Regions from separate parts of the Pan troglodytes genome. Here region 2 is linked to region 1. A link is a contact called in public Hi-C data. All regions are on one chromosome and are shown on one strand. Each heading gives the region's core, a stretch centred on a gene start, on an enhancer-like site or on the middle of the called end of the contact. The rest is flanking DNA. Distances are from core to core; before and after follow the strand shown.

Region 1 (2,928 bases), core at 134-2,633:
ACGGGATCTTGCTCTGGCTGGCCTCTAATTCCTGATCTCAAGTGAGTCTCCCGCCTTGGCCTCCCAAAGTGCTGAGATTACAGGGGTGAGCCACCATGCCCTGCCTCAAACTCTTCAAAAATATATGCTTGGTCAACCTTTGAGATTCTTTTAGAGTGTTCAGGATTAGAGAAGAGATATGCATCTTTACTGATGGGAAAACTTTGTTTATTTATTTATTTATTTATTTATTTATTTATTTTTGAGACAGAGTCTCACTCTGTCTGCCCTGGCTGGAGTGCAGTGGCGCGATCTCGGCTCATTGCAAACTCCTCCTCCAGGGTTCAAGTGATTCTCTTGCCTCAGCCTACTGAGTAGCTGGGACTACAGGAGTGTGTCACCACGCCCAGCTAATTTTAGTAGAGACAGGGTTTCACCATGATGGCCAGGCTGGTCTTGAAATCCTGACCTCAAATGATCCTCCCGCCTTGGCCTCCCAAAGTGCTGGGATTACAGGCATGAGCCACTGTGCCTGGCTATTTTTTTTGAATATTGAACTTGATTCTCATGAAGTATTGCTACCTTCATGATGCTGTAGGAGCTGGCTCTTTCTTGAGGGTAAGCCACAATCTCATCCACCACAGGTTAGCTACATTGGCTGCTTTCTGATTCTCAAACACAAGCCCTTGTCTACCTCAGGACCTTGGCACTTACTGTCCCTGTGTCTGGAATGTCACCTCTGCAGACTACCTGTTACTGCCTGGCCTCCTTGAATTTCTGTACCTACATGATTTTTTCAGGAAGGACCCCCTCTACCCCCTCCCCACCCCTAGTTATTCTCTTTTTCACGATCTGGTTTTATTCTTCATAGCACTCACCCAAACCCAATTTATTGTTATTTTTTAGATTGTATATTGCCCACCCGCCCCTAAAAACATAACCTTCTTGTCAAACATGTTCATCTGTGTATCCGCAGTGCCCTAGCCCAATATCTTGCCTACAATCGGTGCCAAATAAGTAGTCTCTGAATTTGCTGTTGACTTGGTGAATTTATAAACAGGTAATCAACATTTGGTTGCAGTCATCTTTGATTTGTAGGCAACTGAATTTTGTTTATTTCCAATTGCCAAAAGTTGTCTTTATTTGGGATGACAGCACCAAAACCTTTGCTGTCTTGTGCACCATGAATATGAAGCCGAGATGTCAGGTGATACCAGATAAAGAATACGTCATGGCAGCTCTTTAAACATGTAAACATATTAAACATTCAGGGCATCAGCCCCTGGCTCGTGGAGAATTCCATCCTTTAGCACATGACAAGTTGGGGTTTACAGTCAAAGTCCACTTAGCAAATGTTTGTTCTACAACGTGCTTTCCTTTTGTTTCCTGTAAGTATGGCTTCATGCCCTGCCAGGATCTGAGGTCATAGAAACACGAGGAGACTATTAACATATCAATGGAGGGGTCTCTTTGGAATCCAGAATTTGGAATGATATTTGCATCTTGAGCTCAGAAGCCGTGCAGGCGAGCCTGCTTATTGATTGCCTTTAATTTCCCCTTAAAACAGTGTCTTTTTCTGAAGAAAAGATTAATAGAGGAGGGCTCAGTTTGTCGCGTGATTTATGCTCAAGTCCTGCCTCCTTTGCATTCAGAAGCGCATTGCAAGCTCGTCCCCACCCCTGAGATGTTTGGATTCAGTTTCTCAAGAAAAATAGCTGCTGGTCACCAAAGCTTACAGCTTAATTGAATTTGTCTTTGTCCACTTAATCTTCATGCTTACAAAAAGTGGGGGTGGGAGGATTTATACAGAAGAGATGTACCTAAAATATACACGCGATCATTAGGAGGGTGGGCTGAAGAAAGAGATATAAAATGAAAATGAGGGTGCCACTTAGTCTATGCTGCACTTCTCTTTGCTTAAGGCATTGATAAATACACTAGTATCTCCCCAGTATAAACATGAGAACCTAAAAAGTAAATTGTATTGTACCAACTCTGAGCTGTTCCATCATTTTTGTTTTGGCTAAAAATTTGTTTTTTTTTCTTTGAGGGAAGAAAAAGACACAAAAGGAAAGTGAAGATTTCTGTGTTACATAAAGTTTGGGACCTCTTTCTATAAATAAATAGCTGGCTATATTCTGTGTCACTAATAATCATAACACTAATAGTAGCAATCAATTTATCAAGCACTTTTTTTTTTTAGCCATTGTACTAAATGCTTTATAATTTTTATTTTATTTTATTTTATTTTTTTTTTTGAGACGGAGTCTTGCTCTGTCGCCCAGGCTGGAGTGCAGTGGCGGAATCTCGGCTCACTGCGAGCTCTGCCTCTCAGGTTCATGCTGTTCTCCTGCCCCAGCCTCCCGAGTAGCTGGGACTACAGGCGCCCTCCACCACGCCCAGCTGATTTTTTATACGGGGTTTCACTGTGTTAGCCAGGATGGTCTCAATCTCCTGACCTCGTGATCCGCCCGCCTCGGCCTCCCAAAGTGCTGGGATTACAGGCGTGAGCCACTGCGCCCGGACTTTTTTTTTTTAAGACAAGAGTTTTCGCTCTTGTCACCCAGACTAGAGTGCAATGGCACAATCTCGGTTCACCGCAACCTCCGCCTCCTGGGTTCAAGCAATTCTCCTGCCTCAGCCTCCCAAGTAGCTGGGATTACAGGCACCCACCACCATGCCTGGCTAATTTTTGTATTTTTAGTAGAGATGGGGTTTCACCACGTTGGCCAAGCTGGTCTCAAACTCCTGACCTCAGGTGATCCGCCTGCCTCGGCTTCCCAAAGTGCTGGGATTACAGGCTTCAGCCACGGCACCCGGCCAGTGCTTTATAATCTTTATCTTATTTAAACTTGACTCCAACTTTTTTTTTTTTTTTGAGACCGAGTCTCGCTCAGTCGCCCAGGCTGGAATGCAGTGGTGGGATGTCAGCTCACTACAACCTCCGCC
Region 2 (2,928 bases), core at 308-2,807, 150 kb after region 1:
ATCATCTATGTGTCTTATCTATCATCTATCTTATCTATGTATCTCTATGACCTGTCTATCTATGTATCTATCTGTTATCTCTCTGGTTATCTGGTCTCCAGTGCCCACCTCCTCCTCCCAGTCTTTTCTCTCACCCTGATTCTGAACTTCTCCAGGCCTGGTGTTATGTTTTCTGTAGTGTGACCTTATAACTAACCATCCCATCGAAGACGCTTGGGGGAGTGAAAGGAGAGGCTATTAATACTTCTGCAAAAACTGGCGCTGCCCTGAGCACACTGGGATGCCTGGTGGTGGTGGTGGTTAGGTGTAGATTTCTCCCCATTCCTTAGTGCCTCACAAGGGTGCTGTAAAACGTTTGTCGAGTGTGTTTTATCAACAGTCTCAGAAGGGGTGGTAAAAAAAATACTCGTTTGTTTCATACAGAGAGAAATTGAGTTACAAAGTGATGACTTACAAAATCACGGAAAGGAAATCAATGGTGAGGTGGAGCCAAACCTCTGCTGTAGAATTTCTGGATTCAGATAACACAGAGCTCTCTCCATCAAGCATTTGTGTGCAGAAGCTAAGCTCCAGGCCCAGGGAGAGAGCTTGAAGCAAAGACATAATAAAACAGTAACAGCTGCTACCGAAGCTGTGTCATGCAACTTTGCTTAGCCCTTTACTGTATGGTCTCATTTATTCCTTAAGGAAGGTGAGATTATAATAGAAAAGGAAAATGAATGTGCCGCAGTCACACAAATCACTCACTACTACACTGCCACCAGAGCCCAACAGAGTAGCCACAATTCTTGTTTTCTTCCTAAAAGGTGCAATGGAGTAATACTGCACAATTTCCATTTAGATGTCCCTTCAACACGTTTCCTGGGAATCTTAGAGCAGTTAACACCCATTTAGAAAGGAGCTTTTTCATTTCGTAAATATGTTCAGTGCACCAAAACAGGCAAACAAGATAACCCAAACTCTTAACTTGCCTCAGCACCTCACCCCTTAAGATACACAGAAACAAATCAGAAATTATGCTCAATAAGGAATTTGCAAGGCTGAGGAGGGGGAGCTGGAGTCAAATCAGCTGGGTCTTCCGCCCCCTTCAGTAGGAGGGGGAAGATTACTGCAGAGAATGTAACAAGGAGAATAAGAGAGAGGGAGGGAGGGGGAAGAGAGAGAGAGAGGGAGGGGGGTGGAGAAAGAGACAGAGAAGGAAAGGAAGAAAGAAAAAGAGAGAGAATAACTGTTGGTAACAGACAGCCCAAGAAAATTGTAGAAAAGTCCATCTCTGGTACCTACCTGGTGCCACCTTCCCCCCACCCCCGCGTTGTTTATTTATTTATTTATTTTTTCTAGCCACCACCATTTTGTTGCCTGGCAGAGGTGTGAGATGCAAGGCTGTTTACAAAGCCCCCAGCAAGAGCAGTCCCATCATCAGGAGGTTTGCTTCCCCCCCGGGCCAGCCCTCTCGCTCTCCATGCCCGTCTTGGCTGCATGCGTTGTACCTAACACATTTAACCCGCATTTCTTAAGAGTTCTGCAAAATGGTGTCTGCTGGTGTTTGCAAGGGCAGCTCCCGCTGGGCGTCCCGAGCTGGGTGGGAGCTGAGTGTGCGGTTCCCTAACGAGCTGGCGGCCGGCCTGAGCGGCTCTGATCTCCAATTCTGACGGCTTGTCCTTCAGGTGACCTATATTATCTGGCACCTCAGTTGCTGCTCACAAAGAAAAAGTATCACTGGAAGAAAGAAAAAAAAATCCCAAGTGATCGTGTACATGCTCTTTATTGAGAATATTAAACTCAGACGCCCTCTGCTGGGCAAGACGGGAAGGGGAGGCTGGGAGTAGGGGAGGGTGGCCGGGAGGGCTCAGGAGAAGCCGGGGACGGCCCCCTTCCTGTGAGATCTGTGGGCATGATTCAGGGCAAAGGGCGCCCATCAGAGCTGCTTTAGGCAAAGGGAAATACAAAACAAAACTGAAACCGCTGACAAGGAAATCATTTAATTGGGGAGAAATGACAACTTCTTCACTTGCATTTTTTTTTTTTTCCTGTTCCTAAAATTGTTGCTTTTGATAGGTGAGAGGGAATGGGGGGAGGGGGGGGGAGAAAAAAAAAGCAGGGAGACTGCTGGACACTGCCAACTTATTCATCAAGACAAAGGGCGTGGGTTTCAGGGAAGTCCTAGCAAAGAGTGTGGCTCAGCGGGTAGAAGGGTAGCTGAAATACCAGGACATTTTTGAGAGTGAAACAGAGTGCTATGGATGATGATGCGGACACAGCAGGTATAGTCCAGAGTGTCCCAGGCAAATCTGACTACCTAGTCCAGCACTGCACAGAGAGCTTTCTAGGATGATATGAATGTTTTGCATCTGTCCTGTCCTATCTATCTATTTATTTATTTATTTTTGAGACAGAGCCTTTCTCTCTGTTGCCCAGGCTGGAGTGCAGTGGCACGATCTCGGCTCACTGCAACCTCCAACTCTTAAGTTCAAGCGATTCTCGTACCCCAACCTCCCGAGTAGCTGGGATTACAGGCACCCGCCACCATGGCTGGCTAATTTTTGTATTTTTAGTAGAGACAGGGTTTCGCCGTGTTGGCCAGGATGGTCTCAAACTCCTGACCTCAGGTGATCCACCTGCCTCAGCCTCCCAAAGTGCCGGGATTACAGGCGCAAGCCACTGCGCCCGGCCTGTCCTGTCCTATATGGTAACCACCACCCACATGTGGCTACTGGGCTCTTGAAATGCAGCTACGCAACTGTGAGGGGATGAATTCTTAACTTCATTTAATTTTTGTTATTCTGAATTTACATTTAAATAGTCACGTATGTCTAGTGGCTATCAGACGGTAGAGCTCTGGTCTTACTATTCACAGGAACACACCGTGACCCCCATTGACAGCAGCTAAGACCCCAGGAATAGGCTTGTTGCAAGAGGCCCTCCAAA

Evidence for each region. Hi-C and Micro-C count contacts between places; a contact is called where the count stands out from the background.
Region 2: a Hi-C map of stem cell-derived neural progenitor cells shows a contact between it and region 1, with 3 times the contacts expected there. The contact joins two enhancer-like sites. A contact is called at or near these places in 1 of 7 Hi-C or Micro-C datasets (stem cell-derived neural progenitor cells), 1 of 1 datasets of contacts at active chromatin or transcription factors (stem cell-derived excitatory neurons) and 1 of 1 other capture datasets (stem cell-derived neural stem cells).

The regions. Positions count from the first base shown.
Region 1 is chr21:60,057,543-60,060,470 of NHGRI_mPanTro3-v2.0_pri, forward strand. No RefSeq gene overlaps it. Among named protein-coding and RNA genes, the nearest start is that of ZNF217, 150 kb to the left of the region's middle. Within about 2 kb of position 1,384, at least 7 of the 24 cell types and tissues checked have an H3K27ac peak or open chromatin away from gene starts, as enhancers often do. A contact at or near this core is called in stem cell-derived neural progenitor cells and stem cell-derived neural stem cells, where this site is marked.
Region 2 is chr21:60,204,079-60,207,006 of NHGRI_mPanTro3-v2.0_pri, forward strand. No RefSeq gene overlaps it. Among named protein-coding and RNA genes, the nearest start is that of BCAS1, 160 kb to the right of the region's middle. Within about 2 kb of position 1,558, at least 16 of the 24 cell types and tissues checked have an H3K27ac peak or open chromatin away from gene starts, as enhancers often do. A contact at or near this core is called in stem cell-derived neural progenitor cells and stem cell-derived neural stem cells, where this site is marked.